Regions from separate parts of the Macaca mulatta genome. Here region 2 is linked to region 1. A link is a contact called in public Hi-C data. All regions are on one chromosome and are shown on one strand. Each heading gives the region's core, a stretch centred on a gene start, on an enhancer-like site or on the middle of the called end of the contact. The rest is flanking DNA. Distances are from core to core; before and after follow the strand shown. Region 1 holds the start of TUBA1B (tubulin alpha 1b). Region 2 holds the start of LOC710110 (tubulin alpha-1C chain).

Region 1 (7,542 bases), core at 3,586-6,085:
ATAGGGACGGCTGACATTTTGTAAATTTGTAGGATTTATGGGCTAAAAAAAAAAAAAACTGGGAAAATTGTAGACTTCCCTACTTTTTTTTTTTTTTTTTTTTTTTGAGATGAAGTTTTGCTTTTGTTGCCCAGGCTGGAGTGCAATGGCGCAATCTTGGCTCACTGTAACCTCCTCCTCCCAGGTTCAAGCAATTCTCCTGCCTGTCTCCCGAGTAGCTGGGATTACAAGGGTGAGCCACCACGTCCAGCTAATTTTGTATTTTTAGTAGAGATGGGGTTTCTCCATGTTGGCCAGGATGGTCTCAAACTCCTGACCTCAGGTAATCCGCCCGCCTCCGCCTCCCAAAGCGCTTGGATTACAGGTATGAACCACTGTGCCTGGCCTCTTCTCTGCTTTTTCAAAAAAGCCTCATGCATTCTTTCAGTCTTCTTGGTCTTTAGCAGCCATCAGGGTCTTTAGCAGCCACAATTTTCCTGTACTTTACGGATTTGAAATCTACATTTTCTCCTAGGTTAAATCCTCTATTTACATTCTCTGTGCCTACAAGTCTGTTACATGTAGCCAAAATATTTGAAAGGATGTAAACCATGCCAAATGCTATACGTTTTTATCCTAACCTTTACAAATGTTGCCACTTTGTACAAATGTTTGCCACATGTAATGTAGTCCTCTTCCACCCATGCATATCACTTATTGTTTAGCCTTCTTTCTTAGCATGACTTTTATTGACTACCATGAATTCTGGTCCTTTTTCCTATCACAATAGGGCTGGAAACTGGTACATTGACAGCTGGAAATCCTCGTGCTGGGATTAGAGGCATGAGCCACCATGACCAGCCAAAAATCACTGTGAAATTTCTTACACTAACAAGGTTAGCAGGCCACTTTAAACAGCAGCAACTTAGCGGATATTCAAAACGTATACTTCCCATACATAACTCATTAGTAACTACCCAGTCATACTCTGAAGAGCTAAATGAGCTCTAGATTAGCAGAATGACTTTCATCAGTTTCCCCGCCCCCTACGCCAAGGGATGAGGTGGTAAACTAGTCTGAGAATCTAGGGCTTCTGCCTTTCTAGTCCCTTGAGCTTCCTTTTCCCTAGAGGTGCCTGCACAGGAAGTAGGATCCCTGACATCACCAGCAAATTGCAGACTCGATACTCCAAATATAGATGAATCCAAAAACCAAGGCACTTTTAGAAAACACAGGAAACAAAGCTTTTGATGTTAATGACTTTACTTTGAGACACGATGGAAAAATATTATAGGTACACATGGAAAAGACATGATCACCAAGTGAAAACAATCTAACCAGAAAGCTTTAATGTCTGTCAGCTAAGCTGAAGCTGAAATCCTGGGAGCATGACATGCTGCAGTGCCAAAAGGAATGGATAATTAGTATTCCTCTCCTTCTTCCTCACCCTCTCCTTCAACAGAATCCACACCAACCTCCTCATAATCCTTCTCAAGGGCAGCCATGTCTTCACGGGCCTCTGAAAACTCGCCTTCCTCCATCCCCTCACCCACATACCAGTGAACAAAGGCACGCTTGGCATACATCAAGTCAAACTTGTGGTCCAGGCGAGCCCAGGCCTCGGCAATGGCTGTGGTGTTGCTCAGCATGCACACAGCTCTCTGAACCTTGGCCAGGTCTCCACCAGGCACCACAGTGGGAGGCTGGTAGTTGATGCCAACCTTGAAGCCAGTGGGGCACCAATCCACAAACTGAATGCTGCGCTTGGTCTTGATGGTGGCAATGGCAGCATTGACATCTTTGGGAACCACATCACCACGGTACAACAGGCAGCAAGCCATGTATTTACCATGGCGAGGGTCACATTTCACCATCTGGTTGGCTGGCTCAAAGCAAGCATTGGTGATCTCTGCTACAGAAAGCTGTTCATGGTAGGCTTTCTCAGCAGAGATGACAGGGGCGTATGTGGCCAGAGGGAAGTGGATGCGGGGGTAGGGCACCAGGTTGGTCTGGAATTCTGTCAGGTCAACATTCAGGGCTCCATCAAATCTCAGGGAAGCAGTGATGGAGGACACAATCTGGCTAATAAGGCGGTTAAGGTTAGTGTAGGTTGGGCGCTCAATATCGAGGTTTCTACGACAGATGTCATAGATGGCCTCATTGTCTACCATGAAGGCACAATCAGAGTGCTCCAGGGTGGTGTGGGTGGTGAGGATGGAGTTGTAGGGCTCAACTACAGCTGTGGAAACCTGGGGCGCTGGGTAAATGGAGAACTCCAGCTTGGACTTCTTGCCATAATCAACTGAGAGACGTTCCATGAGCAGGGAGGTGAACCCAGAACCAGTTCCCCCACCAAAGCTGTGGAAAACCAAGAAGCCCTGAAGACCGGTACACTGGTCAGCCTGTAGGGAAATAAAAAAAATAATATTTTAATGCCAAGAAACATTCTCTTAGAATTTCTATTTAAAATTGTTAGATTATGAACCATCTCATTGACATAAGCATAAGGAAATGGGAAAACAAACATATCCACAAACTGTCCATAACCTAGGGGACTATCTGATTTAGAAGTCCAATGAACATAGTAAGCAGTCTATTCCACATTTTGGTAGGTGCTAAAGAATGAATGTTGTCAGTCACTCCACCCAACTTGCACTGGTACCATCTCGCCGCATTAAATGCATATTTATATATTGTGCTTACCAGCTTGCGAATTCGGTCCAACACAAGGTCAATGATCTCCTTGCCAATGGTGTAGTGCCCTCGGGCATAGTTATTGGCAGCATCTTCCTTGCCTGTGATGAGCTGCTCAGGGTGGAAGAGCTGGCGGTAGGTGCCAGTGCGAACTTCATCTGGAGGAGGAGGGAGAGAAGGATGGAGGGAGTGGGTGAGTGACCAGCGGAGCCCCCAGGACAGACCTCCTGTCCCAGCATCCTGGGATCTCACTTGGGTTACTGAAGTCAACTCACCAATGACCGTGGGTTCCAAGTCTACAAACACGGCCCGGGGCACATGCTTGCCAGCGCCCGTCTCACTGAAGAAGGTGTTGAAGGAATCATCTCCTCCCCCAATGGTCTTGTCACTTGGCATCTGACCATCGGGCTGGATGCCGTGTTCCAGGCAGTAGAGCTCCCAGCAGGCATTGCCAATCTGGACACCAGCCTGGCCAACGTGGATGGAGATGCACTCACGCTGTGGGAAGGAAAAAGATATCGCAATTTAATCTATTGGTGGCTGTCAGGTGGAACAAAATACTCATGCAATCTTTATTTTTTTAGAGATAAAGTCTGTCACCCAGGCTTGAGTGCAGTGATGCCGTCTAGGCTCAAGGCAGCCTAAACCTCCTGGGCTTGAGTCATCCCCCGACCCCAGCCTCTGGAGCAGCTGGGACCACAGGCACAGGCCACTACGCCTGGCTAATTTTTTCATCTTTTTTTGTGGAGATGAGGTCTGGCTGTGTTACCTAGGCTACTCACGTAATCTTAAAACAAATTTCCTTTTTTAAAGCGACGTAAGACGTACTACTCTTCTGAGAACAGCTTATCGTCTACATTGCTTTTAATGACTGTTACCTTCCCATCCTAAACTGGGAAGGCCTCCTTCCAGACCAATACAGCTCAGTCACAGCTTCCTCCTTTGGAGGACCAAGACAGGAAGGTAGGCATCCACCCAGCGCTCAGGCCCCAGAATACCACTTTAGACTAGGTGGCCACATTTCCGGGCAGCTCCTAGCACAGGAAGCACGTGGCCAGACCAGCGCATAAGAAATGTCGGTCCGCAGGGACATGGGGCGGGGCTCTGCGGCACAGGATGAATGCGCAATTCAGGGCGCGCGCTCTCGCGCCCCCCGGCGGCGCTGCAGAGGCACGAAATGGCCACGTCTGCAAAGGCGCTGCCCAGGCCGCCCATCCTCCCTTGCCCGCCGGCATCGGGCTGGGCCTAACACCTCCACAGCAGTCTGAGCGAAGTTGGGGATTATCGGCGGCCCAGATCTGGGTCAAGATCCGATTTCCGTTCCCTCAAAATCCCTCACTGCCACCACCTGCTCCCCTGAATTCCTAACGCAGCAGAGAGACAGGTGGCCTCTACAGACTGTTGTGGTCGAACTGTCCTAATTCACTGGTGTATAGCGGTACATTGACAGGGCCCTTCCCCACATTCCTCTTATTGCTTTCATTAAAAAAAGAAAACTCAGGTTAACAGGAGACACGCCCTGTAGCCCTAGTCTCGCCGCGACCCAGAGCGCATGCGCAGACTGCAGTGGCGGTTTCCCGCCCAGGAACGGCGTGAAGGTAACGGTCGCGCGTGCGCGCTTTTGTCTCCAGCTGCTTCCCACCCCCGCTTTTCGCGCTCAAGAGGAAGTGAAGGCTGGAAGATGTTAGAGTCCGCGCGCGCGCGCGTCCACCCAAAGCGGGGGAAGGGCATGCGCTGGAAAGGACTGCGGGGACTCGAGGGACCGCTCCCAGTACAGAGTTACGCGCTGAAAGAGAGCTCCGGATACGGCAGAAGGCAGCCGGAGCCCCCTCATCCCTTCCAGAGTCCGATAAGAAATCCTGGCGCCCCTCGACCTTTCCGGGCCCCAGCTATTTACACACACCGAGGTCTCACCACTCCCGCCCTGGCCTCTCGCCTTGTTTTCCGCCCTCCAAAAGGACGGCTCTGGAACCAGACCTCCCCGGCTGTATACAGGGTCCCCGCGCCCCGCCAGCTCGCTTTTCCCTGCTTCCCTGAAAGCAGCCGGGAGCCGCGCGGCTCACTCACCATAGTGGCTAGGGATTAGGAGGCGAAGGCGGAAGGAGCAGACACCGGGTCCCGGTTACCGTCCCCGACAAGCTAAGAGTCGAGGTAAGTAACGCACTGGGGCGGGACCGGCGCTGGAGCCTCTTAAGTAGCGGCTTTGGAGAGGGGGCGGGCACAGGCGGTGTCGCGGCCGCGGGCCCCTCCTCCGGCCCCGTGCGCCCACTGGGCGCCCGGCCTGGCAGCCGCAGAGGCGGGCTCCGGGCCCCGAGCCCCCTCCCTTCGCGCGGCCGCGGGGCGGGGTCCTCCGCGCCTGCGGGCCGCGCGCGCCAGTGCTGCAGTGTGCGGCGCATGGCTGCGAGGGCCTGGCGAGGGGCGGGCGCGAGTCGGAAAGACACCGACCAGGGAATGGGTGACGAGGCTTGACTTAATTCGGAGGAAGCCTAGGACTTGAGAGAGCCATACAATTTGAAAGACGAAGCACCGTGAAATGCAGAAAGTTGTGGTTCGGATAGCTCAGCTGATTAATTTCGTGTTGCCACAGTTTGTCAGTGAGTTTTGCCTTTTTATTTTCGCAGTTCCTTTTAAGGCAGTGCATTCTGTACTTACCTGATAATGTGAAAAACGCGAGCTTTAGAAAACCGAATAGGTGTACATGGTTTACTTTAATGACTTGTTCTCCAAAGTAAGAGTACCAAATGCTGAAAGCAAGTAGATATTCAGTCATTCGAAGAGTGCCCAAGCATTTAACATTGAAGCTGTTAAAAGGGCAAAGTAGGCCCCAATTTTAGATCTAAGCCATCAATTTTATGAAACAGTTCTAGGGGCTTTTTGAAAAGGAGATTTAAAAACACATTTCAGTGGTGGTAGCTGAGTTGAAGAAGTGAGGAAAGAATTGGATAGGGAGGAAATAAATTGACACTGAAGGATGTTAGGAAGTAGAGATTCCTTGTGCAACTTAAGAGTTTTGTAAATAAGACTGCTTGGCCTTGTGTCAAGATACATCAATTGGTTATAGCTTAGTGCTTGGAGGCCCACATTATAGGAGTAGACTAGGTCTCCCTCCGCCCCGCCCCTGGAAAATCTATTTCAAGACGATAAACCACATTGCTAATCCTTGGAAATGCAGAAGGTGGTTAGGTTTAAAATGTGGCTTTAAAATGGTCCTAGCCGAAACGTATTGATGTTACTATTCAGAATATCTGCCCAGTATAGGAGGAACAAAAAGGTTAAACCTAAAACACTAAAAATTCATAGTTCATATTCAGTTATTAGCCTATTAAAATTTGGTGCAGCCTTCATCCTTCGCACCGAATTTCAGACAAATAGCAAATTTATGTGGTTAATAAGTGTATGTTGTAAGGAGTTATATATGTGTATGTCTATATATGTGTGTCTCCACCCATCTGAACCTGACCTGCAGACCAAGAGGTTCTTGTTTATTTCTGATAGTTTTGGTAGTCTTGTTAAAGGCATTTGATTCAAAATGCAAATTTGCACACATTTTTCCAACTGGGTAGAGGAGGCAGGAATATATTTGAATATTGTTCTCACTTATTTTGTTCCTCTTCTTATTCTTAAAAAAAAAAAAAAATTAAGCCTGTCAATTTTAGCAGTGAGGGATGGTATACTAATTTTAGTGACACTAATATTAATAAGTTCTGATAACCCACTATCATCGGACCACCCCCACTCTTATTCTTAAAACGAATCTGAAAACCATAAGCTTGCTTTAACGGGAAGAATGAATGTTAGGGAACCACCCTGCTGAACTCCATTTTGCTGTCGGCTCTGGATAAAGCTATTTTATCCAGAAAAGCTATCTCTGGGCAAATGATTTGAATAGTTTAGTAACCGCAATAGGTTTCTGCTAGAACCATTTTGAAGCCACCCTTTAACCCTAACCACTTTATGTATTTCCAAGGATTAGCGATGTAGTTTATGGTCTTGGGATAGATTTTTCTGGGGGAGGGGAGAACCTCCCTTCTAGCTCTCTGCAGATTATCAGAGCCACCACTTCAGGGATTTCCTCCCAGGGGCCTATATGTCTCCCCAGATACCTTCCTAAAACTATTAGCTTTTATCTGTGTATTCCCTGTTGTGAATGAGTAAGTATTTGAGGGCCTTTTTTTTTTTTTTTTTTTTTAGGTCTTGATTATACCTCAGGTTTCACAGAGTAATCAAACTAAAAGAGAACTTCTTTTTATTTCATTTTATTTTTTTGACCGAAACTCCATCTCCAAAAAAAAAAGGGGGGGGAATTGTTATGTGATATTGGGACATCTGAACATTTTGTTGTCATAGGAGTTTGTCCTTGCCAGCTTTTTTTTTTGTTGTTGTTGTTGTTGTTGTTGTTGTTGAGATGGAGTCTTGCTCTGTCACCCAAGCTGGAGTGCAGTGGCACACTGCGAACTCCGCCTCCCAGGTTCACGCCATTCTCCTGCCTCAGCCTCCCTAGTAGCTGGGACTACAGGCACCTGCCACCACGCCCGGCTAATTTTTTGTATTTTTAGTAGAGACGGGGTTTTGCCGTGTTAGCCAGGATGGTCTCGATCCCTTGACCTCATGATCCACTGGGATTATGGGCATGAGCCACCGTGCCTGGTCCCTTGCTGGCATTATTAAACTGCTTCCTTAGCTGTAAACATCTTATGACCACGGGTTGTATCTGGTAAGGAATATGCTTTGCTAGTTTACATTTGGAATTGATTTTGAAATTGTGTTACCCTAGCCCTTTTTTTTTTTTTTTGAGACAGAGTTTTGTTTTTGTCGCCCAGGTGGGAGTGCAATGGCGCAATCTCGGCGCACGGCAACCTCTGCCTCCCG
Region 2 (7,542 bases), core at 1,187-3,686, 97 kb after region 1:
AGGCCATCTTTCTAAAATGCAGTTTGGATCATTTTACTTCCCTGCTTGGAACTTTTTGGTGGTTCCCATGAGCTACCAAGAGAAAATCCAGCTTTCTCCCCTTGTCACACAGTTTTTCCATTGATCTCTACCTAAATCCCCAATCTCATCTTTGGTGCTATGCAAGCCTCAAACTTCCTTTTTTTCCAGCAAACACCAGGCTCACTATCTATCTCAATGCCATGTACTTGCATCCCTCCTCCCATCCCTGGAAAATATCCCTTATTTCTCAAAGCTCAACTCAGGAATCACTTACTTACTTCCTTTTTTTTTTAGACACCATCTTGTACTGTCGCCCAGGCTGGAGTGCAATAGCGTGATCTTGTCTCACTGCAAGCTCCGCCTTCCTGGTTCAAGCGATTCTCCTGCTTCAGCCTCCCGAGTAGCTGGGATTACAGGCGCCCACCATCACACCTGGCTAATATTTTGTATTTTTACTAGAGACAGGGTTTCACCCAGGCTAGTCTCAAACTCCTAACCTTGTGATCCACCCACCTTGGCCTCCCAAAGTGCTGGGATTACAAGCGTGAGCCACTGTGCCCAGCCAAGAATCACTTCCTTTGACATTTTTCTGATTCCTTGAATCTCAACTAAGGAAAACAGTATTTCCTCCTCCCACTGTGGCCCCACAGTGCTCCCCTGCATGTTAAGTGTTGACACTGCTGGCTCCTTGAGGCTGTGTCTTACTCGTCAGAGTAGGCTTATCAGCCCACAGGGGTTTAGCAAATAATGAGCTTTTAATAAATGCTTTTGAGCAGTTGAACGAACTGTACATGAATGGGTTTATATTACAACCCGGTAAACACTAAATTTGTTCCACGGAGAACTTCCTACCGGTTGCTCCTGCTCACAGCTCTTGAGGCCATGGGCGTGGCCAGGACTGGGTCAAGGACAGGGCCACTCCTGTGTAGGAGCAGGGCCCAGGCGTCCAGCCTGTTGAGGTCCATCCTGTGCTTCTATGACAGTTGTGTGGCATTTGGTGACTCAGGTTCTAGTACAAGGCCACTGAGTTCTCAGTAAACTCAGTAAATTCAGGGAAGCATTTCTAAACATATGGTCCTTTGGCTGGGCATGGGGGCTCACACCTGTAATCCCCACTTTGGGAGGCTGAGGTGAGCAGATCACCTTAGGTTAGGAGTTCAAGACCAGCCTGGTCAACATGATGAAACCCTGTCTCTACTAAAAATACAAAAATTAGCCAGGTATGGTGGTGGGCACCTGAAGTCCCAGCTACCCAGGAGGTTGAGGCGGGAGAATCGCTTGAACCTAGGAGGTGGAGGTTGCAGTGAGCTGAGATGGAGCCACTGCACTCCAGCCTGGGCAACAGAGTGAGACTCTACCTCAAAAAAATAAGAAAAATAAAAATAAAAATACAGTCCTTGGATGAGGAAAATTCTTTCCTCAGAGAAAGAGAGTCCTTTCCTGGCCAATATAGTTAATTATCAAGCATAGGATAAATTAGAGAAAGGCAGGTTTGTGACAAAACTGATCAGAAGCCGTTTGCATAGTGCTAGGTGTTAAACATCTATTAGCTAATTTCATGACACTGTCATGTGACTTCTCACTTTTCATCTGTGTTTTTTAATCTTCCAAGAAAAGTAATCAGACTAGATGATCTCTAAGATCACTTCCCATTCTATCATTTCATTGTCTGGTTCTTACCTAATACCAATATAATGTGTGTTTGAGATGGTGAAGGTTCAGGAGTTCTTGGCGACATTTCACAGACAGGAAACAGGGCAGCGGGGCACGGGGTTTGCTTCAGATCCGTGGATCCTTGCTGAGCTCTGCTTCATTAAGTGATCAATATTTCCTGGCTCCTGGGTGGAACTGCAGTTACATTTCCCTTTGGAAAAGCTGGTCTGTTTTTCCCAATAGGCCTGCAGAAAAAAACCAAGGCTGGCCGGGTGCGGTGGCTCATGCCTGTAATCCTAGCACTTTGGAAGGCCAAGGCAGGCGGATGACCTGAGGTCAGGAGTTCGAGACCAGTTGTCAACATGGTGAAACCCCGTCTCTACTAAAAATACAAAAAATTAGCTGGGCGTGGTGGCACACGCCTGTAATCCCAGCTACTCAGGGGGCTCAGGCAGGAGAATCGCTTGAACCCGGGATGTGGAGGTTGCAATGAGCCGAGATCTTGCCATGGTGCTCCAGCCTGGGCAACAGAGCAAGACTCTGTCTCAGAAAGAAAAAAACCAGGGTCAGAGTATTGTTATGAAAAATACAACAGCACCACTTATTCTACTCCCACAGCCTACCTAGGCTTTGAAGCTCATAGTATTGAGAGTAAGAAAACTCAGAGGTGCTAAGACTGCCAGTCTTAGGCTGGAGGAGAAGAGGAATAGATGTGAAGCTGCTAAGGAGCAATTTCAGTGATCTGTGGACTAGGATGGAGGAGGGGGCAGGGACCTGATCCCAAGGGCACAATGACAAGGTCAGCCTCATCTCTTCTCTCTGTTCTTGGCAACAGCCAGTCTAGCCAGAAAGAGCAATCTGTCAAATCTAATTAGAGTAGAAGAAAGTGAACAATGGGCGCCCAGCTCTAAAATGACAGCCTGTTCAATGGGGTGGAGAAGCTCGGGAGGGATGAGTGCTTTGTGTGCTTGGAATTAGATCCTTCAAATGGATCCTTTCTGAACTCCAACTGCACATCTCTAACTGGATTCTTATTTACTTCACCAGGACTCTTCAGCTCCCTACGCCTTTTAACACATGCACATTCAGCCAAAGCAGAGGAGAACCTGGCTGTGATTCAAAGGTAAGGCTGGAATAGTAATGTAATGTAAATAGTTTCATCATGCATGGCTTGGACATGGTACTGTGTGCATGCAACTGATATTTATGAATTTGTTCCTATTTCTTGTTTCATGTTTAATTATATTGGTGGCATTAGTGTTTATCTTATTATTTCTGCAATTCTTTTCATTATAAGGCTTATTATTGGAATCTTGAAATTTCAGAGCAGCCTGAAGTTTTATTAGGACCACAGATAAGCATATTTTAAGATGCAATACACATTAATTATATTTTTATCTTATACTTTAAATGGCCTCTCTGATTTGGATATTTTAGTTTTTGAATCAAAAGTGGGTTGCACAGGGAAGAGGCATATTTTATAAATGGAATCAAATGAGCATATCCCTTAAAATAAATGCATGAATACAGGCTATTGAAGCTTAAAGCCATGCATCTGCAGAATCTGAAGTCTCAAATTACAGAGGCCTATCTATTATCAGCAAATATTATACTAAAGACTAACGGTTTACTAATTTTACTCTACTTCAGTGTGGGATACTCAGACATCTTAAAGGTGTGAGGAAAAACAATTCTGTGAAGTGGGATGCAGAGAATGGGAAGAGAGTAGGCGCTAACACAATCTGCAGTTTACAAGTCTCTGTCCCCCAGGTTTGGATGGTCTTTCCTATGCATTATCTCATTTAATCCTCAGGGCACCCTGTGAAGTGTGTTACTATCCTCTCCACTCTGCAGATGAGGAAACTAAGGCCCTGAGAAACTAGTCCAAGGTTACAGAGAAAGGCAGTCGGGCCTTGAACCCAGGTGGTCTGCTTCCAAGTCTATTGAACTTCTCAGGAATCTATTTCTGGTAGACACAGGAGACATTAAATTTTAAAAAATCATTAAAGTATTAATAATGTCAACATGAGGACACTCCTCTAATCTATTGGCCTTCCCTGGACATGAAGGAGGCGGTGGATTTCAGCTTGGTGTATTTGTATCACTTTCCCCACTTTACTGCATGTTGCGAACCTTTATCTTTTTTTTTTTTTTTTGACACAGAGTCTTGCCCTGTTGCCCAGACTGGAGTGCAGTGGCATAATCTCAGCTCACTGCAACCTCTGCCTCACGGGTTCAAGCAATTCTCTGCCTCAGCCTCCCAAGTAGCTGGGATTACAGCTGTGCACCACCATGCCCAGCTAATTTTTGTATTTTTAGTAGAGACAGGGTTTCACCATCTTGGCCAGGCTGATCTTGAACTCTGACCTCAGGTCATCCGCCCTCCTCAGGCTCCCAAACTGCTGGGATTACAGGTGTGAGTCACTGGACCCAGTATATTTTCTAACAGCATCATTTGTTTCTTTTCTGTCCTTTTTTTCTTTACATACCCATTATATGAATAAATTATCTTGTAAAAAGACAAAGGAAAAGTCTGCCAGTACTGCTCGCTTCACCCCAAACCCAGTCTTCTCCCCAGAGAAACACCTGTTAACAATTTGGGGTGTAACCAACTATTTCCTACCTGTTTGCATAGAGGTGTGTGTGTGTGTGCACATTACATTGTTTTGTGTGACTTTTTAGAATAAATTGTGCCATGTTGTGTTTTCTATTCTTAACTTGCTTTTTTTATTTCTTTATTTATTTTATTTTTTGAGATGGAGTCTTGCTCTCTCGCCTAGACTGCAATGGCACAGTATAGGCTCACTGCAACCTCTGCCGCCTGGGTTCAAGCGATTCTCCTGCCTCAGCCTCCCTAGTAGCGGGGACTATAGGCACGTGCCACCATACCCTGCTAACTTTTGTATTTTTAGTAGAGACAGGGTTTCACCATGTTGGCCAGGCTGGTCTCAAACTCCTGACCTCGTGATCTGCCTGCCTTGGCCTCCCAAAGTGTTGGGATTAAAGGCGTGAGCCACCATGCCTGGCCTTTTATTTTATTTTATTTTATTTTATTTATTTTATTTTTTAGAACAGTCTATGCCTTGTGGAAATCTTTACCTGGCAGTATGCTAAAATCTAATTCATTCTATTTAACTCTTACATAGCATTTCACGAATCATGACTTGTACTGCTTTCTCTCTACCTCATCTGTGCTTTTGAAATGGTTTAATGGCATACAAGTCGACATTTAACCCTATTTGTACTTATGGGGCAGGTAGAGACAGGTGCAAGCTTTCTGGCTGGCTGGAGTGTTACTAACAACATAGGAGAAGAAGGAAAGGTGAGACATGCCCACACCAGCACTGTGAGCCTAAGTGAGAGGCCTGGGGCAGGTACAGTGTTATCAGTAGATTCGTTCCCTCTCTGCCTCTGAATATTTGAGCGTTTACCTTTTTCTTGAACCCAGCTGTTCTCCAGACATTTATTCCTTATACATGAGATAACAATAACATACTCCACAGGGTGCCATGGGGATTAAACTAGAAAATGTGCAGGAGAAGACATCAAGCCCAGGCATATTGCAACATGTTCCATTATGAATTGTGCCTGTGCTGACCCTTTTCCCTCTCCCTCTCAAATCATGTATTGCTTTTTAAATTTTATTTGAGCTCATTTGCTCTGAAGGACTATCCCTCTCACTTCAGATATTAGGTTGCAAGGCTCAAAGCAGGGTGGTTAATAAATGGAGCTATGGAAGTCATCTTGAGATGTTCTGGTGCAGGACTGTGCCTGAAAGCATTGGAAACTGAGTGAGAGCTGGACTCAAGTCCTGATGTGGATACTTAACTACCGGTGTGACTTGGGTAATGTTTTGTCAACTGGAAAATAAGGGTAATCCTAATAGTAATACTTAAGTCTATGGGGTGTGGTCAGGTGTAAATGAGATAATGTATGAAAAGAACTTAGTATAGTTTCTAGTATAGAGGAAGGTCAGCTTCTGTCATTATTATTTAGAAAAGTTGCACCATCCCCACTTTCATTTTCTGGCTATAAAGTATCACTGTCTAGTTTCCTCAGAAGTGACAATAAAAACAGGCTTAATCTCAGAGCACAGCTGTTTGTTGTTCCATTAGTCCATAATTATTTTTTAATTGTTATTTTTTATAGGCAGGGTCTCACTCTGTTGCCCAGCCTGGAGTGCAGTGGTGCAATTATAGCTCACTGCAGCCTCAAACTCCTGGGCGCAAGTGATCCTCCTGTCTCACCCTCCCAAGGAGCTGGGACTAACTACAGGCATGCACCACCACTCCCAGCTAATTTTTAATAATTTTTTGTAGACGTAGGATCTTGTGTTGCCCAAACTGGTCTCCAACTCCTGAGCTCAAGCAATCCTTCTGCCTCAGCCTCCCAAAGTGCTGGGATTACAGGTGTGAGCCAGCACTAATTTCTTTTTTAAGTAAGTATTCCCTGAGTGACCACTGCATGTGTAATACCTTGCTGGGCACTGTAAGAAATATAAAGGAAGTGCGAAACAGGGCTCTTGCCCTCAAAGTGCTTACAAATTTTAAATGTAATCCCCTTAACACTGGAGAGAACACAGTGTAGTACTGTGAACATACGTGCCATGGCTATTTTTCTTTAAATTTCTGCTACATTAAATATAGATAGATAGATATAGATATAGATATAGATATAGACATATAGATGGAGTCTTGCTATGTTGACTAGGCTGGTCTTGAACTCCTGGCCTCAATTGATCCTCCCATCTCAGCCTCCTGAAGGGCTACGATTACAGGCGTGCGCCACTGCGCCTGGCCTTCTGTTACTTTCAGAGGCATCTATAATTCTTGGACACCTGCTCATATGTTCTGTGTCTAGCTTCAGAATTATTGTAGAAGCTTGCCTGAAGGTCACCTATAGAACCTGAGCCATTAGATCATCTGTCCCTAAACGCTAATGCTAGGCTGGTTTCCTGGCTGGGGGTGGCTCTCACTTCCTCCTGAGAGCCTAAGAGAAAGAGGACAAGAACTGATTGGGAGGAGCTGCCCTCTGGGCTACCCAACGCTTGCTTCCACAGTAACGTGCAGACAGTCCCTTGTTCTGGACACAACAGGAGCGGATATTTAGAAGGCAGATTAAATCCAAAGAGTAGAAACTCTCTGAAAGGGCCTGAGGAAGCTGTGAAGGGAATGAAACAACCTTATTTTTGTGGATAAATTCCCAGGAAATGAACCTATAGTATTTACAAAATGTCCACCTAGTCCTTCTCAGCACAGTAAGCTTTCTCTGACCCACAGAACCCATTTTCTGTTTGGACGTGAACTCACTGCAGCCTGCCCAACATGAAATTCCAACTGGACATAAAAGGCCACTTCAGCTGTCAAGCCACGTGTGGATTTCGGTTTAAGAATCAGCCCAGGCAGCAGATGCTCCGAGTGCTTGGGGAGTGGCACGCCTATTCCTGAGGCAGAAGTCAGGCACCCTTTGTCCTGATCCCCCACTTAAATCAGGGATAGGCAATTCTGAATTTTTTAAAAGGAGCTATGTTAAATCCTTCTTATGAGAAAAAAAAAAATCACTTATAATGTGCAAAGTTGAGGTTTCTCAGAGAGCTCTCCCTTTTACTGCTGAACGGGCTTCTTAGCAGGCAAAGATATCTGCTCAGTAAATTATACCCCTGTGAAGAAGCGATTCCTAAGTGTAATGTGTATGACTTGCCGTTTTTGGGTTAAGTACAATTTCAAACACTCTGTCTCCACCACCTTTTTTTCTGGAGGTGTTCTTTTTATTTTATTTTATTCTTTCAAAGTGGGGCACATTTCTGAAATTTTTGCTGGGAAACTCAGAATACGAACTTAATCTAAAAATAGTTTGACCCTGCATTTC

What was found. Hi-C and Micro-C count contacts between places; a contact is called where the count stands out from the background.
Region 2: a Hi-C map of cortical neurons shows a contact between it and region 1, with 5 times the contacts expected there. The contact joins the promoter of LOC710110 here to the promoter of TUBA1B in region 1. A contact is called at or near these places in 2 of 14 Hi-C or Micro-C datasets (cortical neurons and fetal cortical plate).

The regions. Positions count from the first base shown.
Region 1 is chr11:56,291,347-56,298,888 of T2T-MMU8v2.0, forward strand. It overlaps TUBA1B (tubulin alpha 1b), which reads right to left and starts at 4,836. Exons shown (of 4, transcript NM_001195392.1): 1 at 4,741-4,836; 2 at 2,949-3,171; 3 at 2,683-2,831; 4 at 1,225-2,381. The coding sequence starts at 4,743. The coding sequence ends at 1,401. LOC144332834 (a long non-coding RNA gene) reads left to right here and starts at 5,011. Exons shown (of 4, transcript XR_013401020.1): 1 at 5,011-5,267.
Region 2 is chr11:56,390,703-56,398,244 of T2T-MMU8v2.0, forward strand. LOC710110 (tubulin alpha-1C chain) reads left to right here and starts at 2,437. Exons shown (of 5, transcript XM_028829447.2): 1 at 2,437-2,473; 2 at 2,722-2,797. The coding sequence starts at 2,466. It overlaps LOC144332847 (a long non-coding RNA gene), which reads right to left. Exons shown (of 2, transcript XR_013401032.1): 2 at 7,420-7,542.